3 separate regions of the Mus musculus genome follow, and all the other regions are linked to region 3. Evidence: chromatin contacts called from public Hi-C and promoter capture Hi-C data. All regions are on one chromosome and are shown on one strand. Each heading gives the region's core, a stretch centred on a gene start, on an enhancer-like site or on the middle of the called end of the contact. The rest is flanking DNA. Distances are from core to core; before and after follow the strand shown. Region 1 has its middle 11 kb from the start of Gm46015. Region 2 holds the start of Cyp2b10 (cytochrome P450, family 2, subfamily b, polypeptide 10). Region 3 holds the start of Tgfb1 (transforming growth factor, beta 1).

What was found. Promoter capture Hi-C pulls out the DNA fragments that hold promoters and counts their contacts. A called contact is a pair of places that touch in the nucleus more often than the background predicts.
Region 1: a contact with region 3 is called in a promoter capture Hi-C map of embryonic stem cells, with 4 times the contacts expected there. The contact joins the enhancer-like site here to the promoter of Tgfb1 in region 3. A contact is called at or near these places in 6 of 39 promoter capture datasets (cranial neural crest, embryonic stem cells, liver and 1 more), 2 of 484 Hi-C or Micro-C datasets (embryonic stem cells and nephron progenitors), 4 of 115 datasets of contacts at active chromatin or transcription factors (embryonic stem cells, memory CD8 T cells and pancreatic cancer cells) and 2 of 9 other capture datasets (adipose tissue and liver).
Region 2: a Hi-C map of embryonic stem cells shows a contact between it and region 3, with 5 times the contacts expected there. The contact joins the promoter of Cyp2b10 here to the promoter of Tgfb1 in region 3. A contact is called at or near these places in 1 of 39 promoter capture datasets (stem cell-derived epiblast-like cells), 1 of 15 datasets of contacts at CTCF or cohesin (embryonic stem cells), 4 of 484 Hi-C or Micro-C datasets (all in embryonic stem cells), 3 of 115 datasets of contacts at active chromatin or transcription factors (embryonic stem cells and pancreatic cancer cells) and 1 of 9 other capture datasets (pancreatic islet).

Annotation. Positions count from the first base shown.
Region 1 is chr7:25,846,917-25,850,428 of GRCm38.p6, reverse strand. No RefSeq gene overlaps it. Among named protein-coding and RNA genes, the nearest start is that of Gm46015, 11 kb to the right of the region's middle. Within about 2 kb of position 2,253, at least 85 of the 459 cell types and tissues checked have an H3K27ac peak or open chromatin away from gene starts, as enhancers often do. A contact at or near this core is called in adipose tissue, embryonic stem cells, liver and 3 more, where this site is marked.
Region 2 is chr7:25,895,681-25,899,125 of GRCm38.p6, reverse strand. It overlaps Cyp2b10 (cytochrome P450, family 2, subfamily b, polypeptide 10), which reads right to left and starts at 1,468. Exons shown (of 9, transcript NM_009999.4): 1 at 1,271-1,468. The coding sequence starts at 1,441.
Region 3 is chr7:25,685,041-25,688,702 of GRCm38.p6, reverse strand. It overlaps Tgfb1 (transforming growth factor, beta 1), which reads right to left and starts at 1,701. Exons shown (of 7, transcript NM_011577.2): 1 at 480-1,701. The coding sequence starts at 834. B9d2 (B9 protein domain 2) reads right to left here. Exons shown (of 4, transcript NM_001362154.1): 4 at 2,141-2,722. The coding sequence ends at 2,409.

The sequences.
Region 1 (3,512 bases), core at 1,004-3,503, 160 kb before region 3:
ACAAAAGAACTCACATGATATGTACTCACTGATAAGTGGATATTAGCCCAGATACTTAGAATACCCAAGATATAAGATACAATTTGGGAAACTCATGAAACTTAAGAAGAACGAAGACCAAAGTGTGGACACTTTGCCCCTTCTTAGAATTGGGAACAAAACACCCATGGAAGGAGTTACAGAGACAAAGTTTGGAGCTGAGACAAAAGGATGGACCATCTAGAGACTGCTATATCCGGGGATCCATCCCATAATCAGCCTCCAAACGCTGACACCATTGCATACACTAGCAAGATTTTGCTGAAAGGACCCTGATATAGCAGTCTCTTGTGAGACTATGCCGAGGCCTAGCAAACACAGAAGTGGATGCTCACAGTTAGCTATTGGATGGATCACAGGGCCCCCAATGGAGGAGCTAGAGAAAATACCCAAGGAGTTAAAGGGATCTGCAACCCTATAGGTGGAACAACATTATGAACTAAACAGTACCCCCTGAAGCTTGTGTCTTTAGCTGCATATGTAGGAGAAGATGGCCTAGTCGGCCATCAGTGGAAAGAGAGGCCCATTGTTTGCACAAACTTTATATGCCTCAGTACAGGGGAACGCCAGGGCCAAGAAGTGGGAGTGGGTGGGTAGGGGAGTGTGGGGGAGGGTATGAGGGACTTTTGGGATAGCACTGGAAATGTAAACGAAGAAAATACCTAAAAAAATTTTTTTAAAAAAGAAGTTGTACAGCAAGAAGGAATACCCATACATTTCAGACTCCAGTCTTCTATAAATTCCATCATTGCCTGTGCCTATTGTTTAATAATAAAATAAAATGAAATACAGAGCCTGATGCTTGACTATTCAGGGCAGAAGCTATGAAACAGTAACTGCATTTGCTAAAATATCCTGAGGCTTCAAGAGCTTCAAAACTGGCTTTCAGCATTCCCACTGATGTCTGCTTAGGATAAATTAGCAAGAAGCTTACATAATAAAAACGTGCCACAAAATTGTAAATTTTGAATTTAATCTCAGGAGACTGGGAGGAATTATCAATATGGAGACTGCCCATGGACCTTAGAAATGCTACTATATTAGTCACGTCTTCTCCCTTAGGTAAGCTGTTTAAAGGAAGAACTTTTTATTTCAGTTCAGTTTCAGCCTTTAGGTTGCCATGAATCGGGGCATAAATGGAGAGCAGGCATGGCAGGGCAAAGCTACTCATCTCATGATGGTCAGAAAACAGAGAAAGAAGAGGACACCAAAAAGACACAGCTTTCAAAACACACCCTGACCTAAGTCTCCAATAGGTCCCACCTGTTGCCTACCATCACGTCCTAATAATGACATTAGAACTGAGACCATCAATGGATTAATCTACTAAGTAGGTCACAACCTTCATGATCCCATCCCTTTCCCAAAACTCAGTTCTGAGCATTGCATCGACACAAAGCTGTCCATACATGATTATGGGGAGGAAACATTATACCCAAACCATACTGATCATGTAGGACAGATTTTCACTGTGTATCCTAAAGTTTTTTAAAATTTAATAAAAGTCGATATCAAACATTAAAAAAAAAAAAAGTGCCCTTTCCTACTCTGCTGTTCAGAGTCAATTCTTTTTTTTTCCCCTTCCCCCCTCCCCTTTTTTTTAAAATTTCATTTTTGGCTTTTCTTGACATTTTGGCTTTTCTGTGTGGACCTGGCTATCCTGGAACTCACTCCGTAGACCAGGCTAGCCTCGAACTCACAGAAATCCACCTACCCCTGTCTCCCGAGTACTCGGATTAAAGGCATGTGCCACCAGCGCCTGGTCAGTTTCTTGAATCAATCAGCCAGTTTCACCACACTGTACTGTATCGGAGCTTCGCATTGATTTAAGCAGCTGCATCGACTGCCTGAGCCTCCGTCTATCTTGAAAGGGAGAATCTAAAGCACATTCTCCTCGGGACTTCTTTTAAAAGATCTGTTTTCTTTTTAATTATTTGTATGCACGGGGAACTGTGCAAATGAGTGTGGGTGCCCATAGAGCCAGGAAGGCATGGAGCCTGGAGGGGTTGTTACAGGCAGTTGTGAGTACCCTTGTGTGGGTGCTCGGCACTAAACTCAGTCCTCTGCAAAAGCAGTATGCATTCTTAACACCCGAACCACCTCTCCACCCCTCCTCGGGACTTTTGAGAATTGAGTGAGAGGTGTAGTTCTCTCCCCTTAGTCGTCCTCTCACAGACGCGAATTTTACTCTCTCCCAGTCATCTACGAACTAACAGCGCCACCTGGTGGTGTGGAGGCTCTTATCTTTGGCGGGGTTACAGGGAACTAGACTTAAAAAGGAGTATACAGAGAAGGTTTCTCACTGGAAGAGAGAGACCTGAGGAATATTTAGTCTTGTCTGTGGGTGTCATGGATTTTCAAAAAACGTGGTTCTGTCTGAGCACCGTTATATCTGTGGAACGCTATATGTAAAAGGACAGGGAAGGTCTGGGGTTACTGGAATCTAGCCTGAAGTCAGAAAGTATTCAGTCTCTCTGGGCAGTATCAAGGATTGGTCTAGCCCCTACTTGGGTACCTGTGTAGTTGGGATGATGTTTAGGAATGTAAATGGATGAAAATATTCAACTTGCTGCTTTACAGACAAGAGCCTAAATTAATCTAGTTTTTTTTTTTTTCGTTTGTGTGTTTGGTTGGTTTGGTTTGGGGTTTTTTGTTCATTTTGTTTTTTATTTTTTGTGGTTTGTGGGGGTTGTTTTCTTTTTCTGTTTTGTTTTGGTTTTTTTTGTTGTTGTTGTTGTTTTTGCTTTTCAAGACAGGGTCTCTCTGTAGAGCCTTGGCTGTCCTGAAACTTGCTAGGTAGATTAGGGTGGCCTCAAACTCATAGAGATCTGCCTGCCTCTGCCTCCCTAGCCCTGGTATTAAAGGCATGTGCCACCACCACCACCACCCAGCTTTTGAATCTACCTTTAAAAAAAAATAAAAGTCCTCAGTAAATATATAGCAATAACATAATGTTATTCTGAATACTATATATAAATGTAAAATGAGCATAGATATAGATAGTTACAAATACAAGCAAATTATATAGATGATATCTGTAACATACGAATAATCTAGGTATATATGAGAGATAAGAGATTGTAAAGACATAAATGGCATATCGATTATTCAGATAGACAGATAGCAGGCTGGCAGAATGGGCCAAGTGCTCACCTAGCATCCACTAACTGAGTTTAATTCCCAGCTCCGCACAACTGAGCATTAACTGAGCGTGGTGGCACACACCTGTAACGGCAACACTTGGGAAGTGAAGGCAAGAGGACCAGGAGGTCACGGTTATCCTTGGAGTGTGTGTGTCTGTGCTTGTAGGTGTGTGTATGTGAGTATGTGTGAGAGTGTGTCTGTGTGTGTGAGTGTGCCTAGGTGTGTGTGTCTGAGTGGGTGAGTGGGTGAGTGGGTGCGAGTGTGCCTCTGTGTGTGTGTGTGTGTGTGTGTGTGTGTGTGTGTGTGTGTGTGTGTGTGTAAAATACACA
Region 2 (3,445 bases), core at 219-2,718, 210 kb before region 3:
TTTTGCTTCATACTAAGTTATCTCCAAGAAATAAACCACACATCAACCCACCCTGAACGACCCTAACTAAACTCAGTGGGTAAAAACATAAAAGGGGCATCAAGGTAGGAAGAGGCATGTTGGCCAAAAGAAGGGTTTCTGTGAGAGAAAGAGGGAAAGGAGGGGTCACAGATGACAAAGGTCCAGCATATGTGTACATTGAATTGTCAATGGATTTCTTAAAATAAATCAGGTAGGATGTTGGCTTGACCTTTCCTCACACATGGGAGGCATGTGTTTAAAACATGTGTGGCAGTGTGTGGCGACACACTTATCATTCCAGAGGCTAAGGTAGGAGAATCATGAGTTGGGAACCAACCTAAAAAATAAAAACAGGAGCCGGGCGTGGTGGCCCATGCCTTTAATCCCAGCACTCGGGAGGCAGAGGCAGGTGGATTTCTGAGTTCGAGGCCAGCCTGGTCTACAGAGTGAGTTCCAGGATAGCCAGGGCTATACAGAGAAACCCTGTCTTGAAAAACCAAAAAAATAAAAAATAAAAAAAAAATAAAAACAGGGACAGACCCCATCTCAAAAAATAAGTTAATATAACTGGATTTGCCACTAGTGCTGGGAAGGGGAGGGATCTTTTAAAAGCCAGGTGGTAACAAATACAAGGTTCAAAAGTGTGATCTCCACAGCTACGGCGAAGAACAGAGGGATGGGACTTATAGTCACTACCTCAGCTCTCTCATGAAAGGCAGGATCACGGATGCTGATTACAGATGCTGTAAGCAAGTGGTAATTAAACATGAAACACTGTGTGTGAAGCACCAATATAGACACTGATAGGTCAGTGCCAAGCCAGGGGCTGGAATAAACTGATAACACTCCTACCCACCCCTCCTCCTGTTCTGCCTCTCTTCCCCTTTGTCCTAGAACACCTCAGGCTAATCTCTTGCTGGCAGAAGCAAGCCTTCATGTTGATGCCTCTGATATTTTTCTTTCTCTTCTGGAACAGACAAGCTCCAAGGAGTGAAATTCTGCACGCTCACACCTCAACGCCTCTACGCCTCTCGAAGCCCAAGCACAAGTGCCCCCACACAACTCCAACGTAGCAAGATTTGCCTGTCTATCTGAGTACCATCCACCACAAATCAGCATCTCACCCTCCCCTCAGCAACCTTCCCACCTGAACCTACACCGTGGAAGGAGTCTCTTGCTCTTCCTGATGAGTGACCTCCGAAAACAAAAGCAGGGGGAAACCCACACTAAGACCTCATATTGTTCTCACCTGAATAAAAGACTTGAGGAGGCCTCCTCTGTCCATCTGCAAGAGGTTCCCCAAGAGGGGCAGGGGACGGGGTCCTGGTGGGAAGTTGCCACGGGACTTTGGGTGTCCCCTGGCTAAGAGTAACAAGAAGCCCACAAGGAGAGCAAGGAGGAGCAGGACACTGGGCTCCATGGTCCTGGTCTAACCAATGTTGACTTCACTCCACGCTCCAGCAGGATCTTTTATGCTGGCCCCGCCTCTCCACTCAGTTATGCAACTTCAGCTGTTCCCGCCTCCTGTCTCTCATTGTCCAGAGCGTGAGGAGCCATAGCAACTCCCTGCTTTGGCTGCTCACTCCTCATTCCCTTACCCTCACTGTAGATGTTGGCAAGGACACCATGAAACAGATACATAGGACAAAAGGGCACTGGGAGTGATGCTTCTTGTTTTATGGAGGTGGGTGTGCCCTTGTCAGCTCAGTTTTGTCTGTTCACTTACTGGGACAAGAGACTGCGGGTGTGCTGTACGCTTTTAATACCTGAAAGGTCATTTCTGAGATGAATGTACGGATGTGTATTTCTGTGTCTGAGTCTAGATGTGCTACCTAATCTATTCTTACATGTCTGGGGTGTATTTACATGTCTAATCTTAAATTATGGAGGCCTCTCTGTATGTTCTTTATGTCCTGGGTAAACGTGATTACATTTGGCTTGACAAGAGTAGTGTCCCATGATCTTTTGTTTGTCTCTGCCTGTTCATTCCCTGATCCAGGTTTTTTTAAGGTCTGCAGATATAATTTCTCCAGAGCCCCCATTTCACTCTCTGGCCCATGATAGCCATAGATGGGAGAAAAGGGAGGAGAAAAAAGGAGAGGCAAGAGAGTAGTGAGGCTCAGAAGTCAGGTGGACAGAGGCGAAACCTGGCAGAGCAGATGGAGCTCCTGGGTTTCTGGACTGGCTAGCTTTTGTGTCAACATGACACATGCTGTAGTCATTTGAGATGAGGGAACTTCAATTGAGAGAATATATCCATAAAATCACACTGAAGGCAAGCCTTTAGAGTGTTTTCTTAATCAGCGATTGGATGTTGGAGGGCCTAAGTCACCGTGGGAAATTTCATCCCTGGACTGGTGATCCTGGGTTCTATAAGAAACCAGGCTGAGCAAGCCATGATGAGTAAGCAGCATCCCTCCATGGCCTCTGCATTGCCTCCAGCTTCCTGCCTTGTGTTCCTGCCCCGACTTCCTTGGATGATAAACTATAAATTGCAAGCAAAATATATCCTTTCCTCCCCAAGTTGCCTGTAGAAGTTTTATCACAGAAATAGAGACCCTAACTCAGATTGTCTCTGACCACTGTGTCTAAGGACAAATGGTTCCACTCATCCTCCTTGTTGTTTTCACAGCACAGGAAGTTCTCTGACCTTCCCTCTTGCTAAAAGGAAATAAAAAGCTAAGAGGGAAATAGAAAGTTCTTAATTAGCCCACCAGTACAGGGGTAACATTGATCCGCTCAGAACATGTTCTATTTCGAATGCAAAAATCTGTCTCAGAAGTTCATGTTTCAACACTATACCTAACTGATATTATTTGGGGAGGTGGCAGGACACTTAGGGCTAAAGCTTGCAAGAAAGAAGTAGGTTGCTGGAGGTAACCTAATGAATTATAACTTTACTGAATCAATCTCTCTCTCTCTCTCCCTCTCTCTCTCTCTCTCTCTCTCTCTCTCCCTCTCTCTCTCTCTCTCTCTCCCCTTCTTCCTCCCTCTCTCCTTCCTCCTCCTTCTTCCATCTCTTGTACATAAGAACAACCACAAGCTCCAACATCTAGACCAAGCCCCAAATGCCATACCTCCCCTGCAATGAAACTGAGAGGAAATAAATCCTTCTCCTCAGTTGCTTGGTAGCAGGAATTTGGGAGAAAGAGTCTCACTGTCCATCCTAGGTTCCTGGTCCTTCTGCCTCTACATCCCAGGTGTCAGGATTTCAGGTTTGTACTACCATATCCAGCTATCTGTTTTAGCTACATCTTTATAGCTCAAACTGGTTGTGGTCGACTTGCTTCAACTTCTGAAGTAAATAAGTTCAAACCACCACACATTTTAAGCCCATTGGTTGAACTCTTCATTCTTTGGTCTTAGACAAGGTCCCCCTACATATCCCAGGCTGACTTTGAACTCATAATGTTCTCTTCTGGCC
Region 3 (3,662 bases), core at 452-2,951:
AGATTTTATTTGGCAGTTCTAGGGTACCCATCCCCTAGGTTTTCTCTCCATCTCACGACCCGGTCTGGGGTCGGCTTTCCACATTGCATCTCCATTCCGAAATGTTGGACACCTTCCATTCTCTTGAGCTGGGTTCTACCTTTCTGGAAAGAGACCACCCAGCGAGCCCTGCATTTTTAGGCACCATTAGGGGAACTTAAAACAAAACCTGCCAAATGCTCCTCTTCTAGAGGGGACTCTCCCCACGACCTTGCTTTTCTAGGAGAGGATCACTTTGGCAGGCTGTCTATTCCTCTCAAAGACACCTGGGGTACGGGAAAGTGCCAGCCTCTTTGGGACACCCACACAGTTGTCCCGGTGCCCCCAGGGCTCCCCTTCCTCCAGCCAGTTTCCTCTGAGGGTAATTTCCTCCCGGTGACCCCTGCACTCCGGCGCCCCCTGGGGGCTCCCTCCTGGCTCCCCGGCCCCTCGGAGCTCACCGTTGTTGCGGTCCACCATTAGCACGCGGGTGACCTCTTTAGCATAGTAGTCCGCTTCGGGCTCCGGCTCTGGGTCGGCGCTCTCGCCTGCCACCCGGTCGCGGGTGCTGTTGTACAAAGCGAGCACCGCCTCGGGCAGCGGGCCGGGCGGTACCTCCCCCTGGCTTGGGGGACTGGCGAGCCTTAGTTTGGACAGGATCTGGCCACGGATGGCTTCGATGCGCTTCCGTTTCACCAGCTCCATGTCGATGGTCTTGCAGGTGGAGAGTCCCGCGGCTGGCCTCCCGGGCGTCAGCACTAGAAGCCACGGGAGTGGGAGCAGAAGCGGCAGTAGCCGCAGCCCCGAGGGCGGCATGGGGGAGGCGGCGCCCCACGGCACTTCGGAGAGCGGGAACCCTCGGCAAAGGTGGGATGCGGAGGCCCCGCCCCTGCAGGGCTTGTGGGGTGGGGTCTCCCAAGGAAAGGTAGGTGATAGTCCTGAATAATTTGAGGTTGAGGGAGAAAGCAGCAGGAGTCGCGGTGAGGCTCTGACACCAAGGTGTCTCAGTATACCACCAGGGTAAAAATCGAGATGAGCGCTCTCTGAGATCCAAAAGTGGGTGTTCTTAAATAGGGGAGCTACTGCCAGCAGGTCCGAGGGAGATCTGCCTCTCGGGGGAGAGAGGGTCCTGGGATGCGAGGGACTCAAGAGGCAGGCTGGGGGGAGGGCGGCGTGCAAGGGGTGCGCCCCAGCTTTGGGGTGAAGTCTTCGCGGGAGGCGGGGTTTGTGGCTCCCGAGGGCTGGTCCGGAATAGGGGCGTCTGAGGAACGCCGGGTAGCGATCGAGTGTCCACGACGGTGAGCAGGGCTGTCTGGAGTCCTCAGGTCCTGCCTCCTTGCGAGACAGCGCAGTGCCAAGAAGTCCCCACGTCTCTGACTTGCAGTAGCAGCGGAAAAGTCTCAAAACTTTTTTCCTCTTCTCTCAACCAGCTCGTCCCTCCTCCCACTCCTCCTCCCCCTCCTCCCTGCGGCGGCGGCTGGTCTCAGACTCTGGGGCCTCGGACGGCTCCTCGGCTGCTCCTTTGCCGGCTCCCAGCGGAGGCCGACTCCGAGTGCGGCTCAGAGCCGGGGGTGCCCCGAAGGGGCGTCCCCCCTGCCCCGGCCGGGGGCCTGGCTGTCTGGAGGATCCGCGGCGGGAGGAGGAGGGGGACGGCCTGGGGCGCGAAGGGCGGCGGCGGCGGCGGGACCGGCTGGGGCGGCGGGGGTTTTGAAGCCGCCCCGGCCCCACCCAGGAAGCGCGCGCGGGGCGGGGGCAGCCCCAGGGGGAGGGCATGGGGGGGCACTGTCTTCATCTTAGCGTGGGCGGGCTCCAAGGGGGGTCCCTTCAGCCCTGCGGGGAGGGGGCGGGCACCCCGGCCTCGCCCCACCTCCAGGGTGCTGCCTCCTGGCGGCGGAGCACTACTAAAGCCGGTGACCAACCAAAGCGCCCCGGTGGATTTGGGAGTTGTTGAAGGGTCAAAGGAAAAATTGGGACTTCGTGAGAAAACAGAGTCCTGTATTAGAAGTGGGGACCTAGGCGGTGGAGAGCGAAAGGCAGGGGCAGACTTTGCGGATGAGAGTGTCAAGGAGAGTGAAATAAGGAGACCGACGTCTGAGAGCTTTAGCGGATACAAGGAGGCACCTTACCCATGAGAAATACACGCTTTTATTAAGTGCCCCCGACAGTCCAAACAGTGGGCCCTGCTCATGTCCCTCCAACCCACAGCCCTTTCTACCCCGTAGTTCAGTGGAGCATGGGCCACAGGGGAGTTCCTGGCCTTGCAGTCCATGGCATAGGGGCCATGACTTGGGGGTGATCAGGACTGACAGTCTCCAGAGTCCACGTGCCTGCTTCACTGCTGTGCCATTATGTGCTCAGTGGATGATGGCGATTAGTAGCAATGAAGTCCCTCAACACTCCACTCCATAGCGATCGAAGTGGCGCAGCAGCAGGCCGATACCAAGGTGCACTGTGCCACCCGCGGCCGTGTGCAGGCGGTAGCGGTCAGCCCCGCTGTAGATGGTATCTGCGTGCAGCAGCTGTGGCCCACCACCCACGAAAGCCCGTGCTAGCTGCTCCCTCCAACTGCCCAGGGGCCTCCATGTAGGGCAGTCCAGCTGATGAGTGCCTGGGCTGCTAGGCACATGGCAAAAGCCATAGCCAGCAAGCTGGCAGCGGCCAAAGCTGTCCTGGGACCACACCTGGAGATGGAGTCGAGGCCAACCTGCGGGAGGAGAGGCGTTAGAGAAAAGGACAAAGGGGCAGAACCCTGCTCCCGGGTTCCCAGCATTGAAACCACTGGAGACCTCGCACAGTACTTTTACCTTGGATTATTGCCTGAATTTCCTCTCTGGGTTCTCATCTCCCACTCACTCCACATAGTAGTCACAGGAATCTAGAGCAATCCACATTACCCTCTTGCTCAAAACCCTCCCATGACTCCCCTGGGCCACAGAACAAAGTCCAACCTCTCAAGTCAAGTCTGGCCTCGTCTGACCTCCCTTTGTGGTCTCTTCACTCTCCCAGGCCCCCAGGTCAGCACCTCAGCTTAGACCCCTTCCGCCCTCCTCCTCATGGACTTGCTTTGCTCTCACGCACCTGACTCAGATTTCCTTTCTTCCCCAGTGGAGCCATCTCTCCCCTTCGTTAGGTTTCTAGTGGCCTCAATGCACAGCTGAGTGTCCCAGCCTGACAGTCCAATGCTTGGAGATGCAGCCCAGCCCCCCCCCCCCCCAACCCTAAGCCCTCCCCTGGCAGGCCCTGTTCTCCAGGCTGGGGACACAGCAATGAACACAGCAGACAAAAATTCCTGCCCCGTGAAGCTGACATCCTAGACAACCAACATAGTAAATAAGTAAATTATAGGGTATGTCATATGGTGATAACCGCTCTGGGGAAAAACAACAGCCAGAAAGGGAGGGGTGGAGATGTAGTTTGGAAAATTGGGGAGCAGCTGAAGGAAGCTTTCCTAAAGAAGGTGACATTTGGGGCTGAACACTGCAGTGTACAGCTGGAATGCCAGCACTTGGGAGGTAGAGGCAAGAGGATCCCCAGAAGTTCAAGGCTAGCCTGGGCTACACAATGAGTTCTAGGACAACCAGGGCTACATATCTGAAGGGTGACATTTTGGCACACACTTGGGCTGCTGAGGCCCCAGGCTAGGC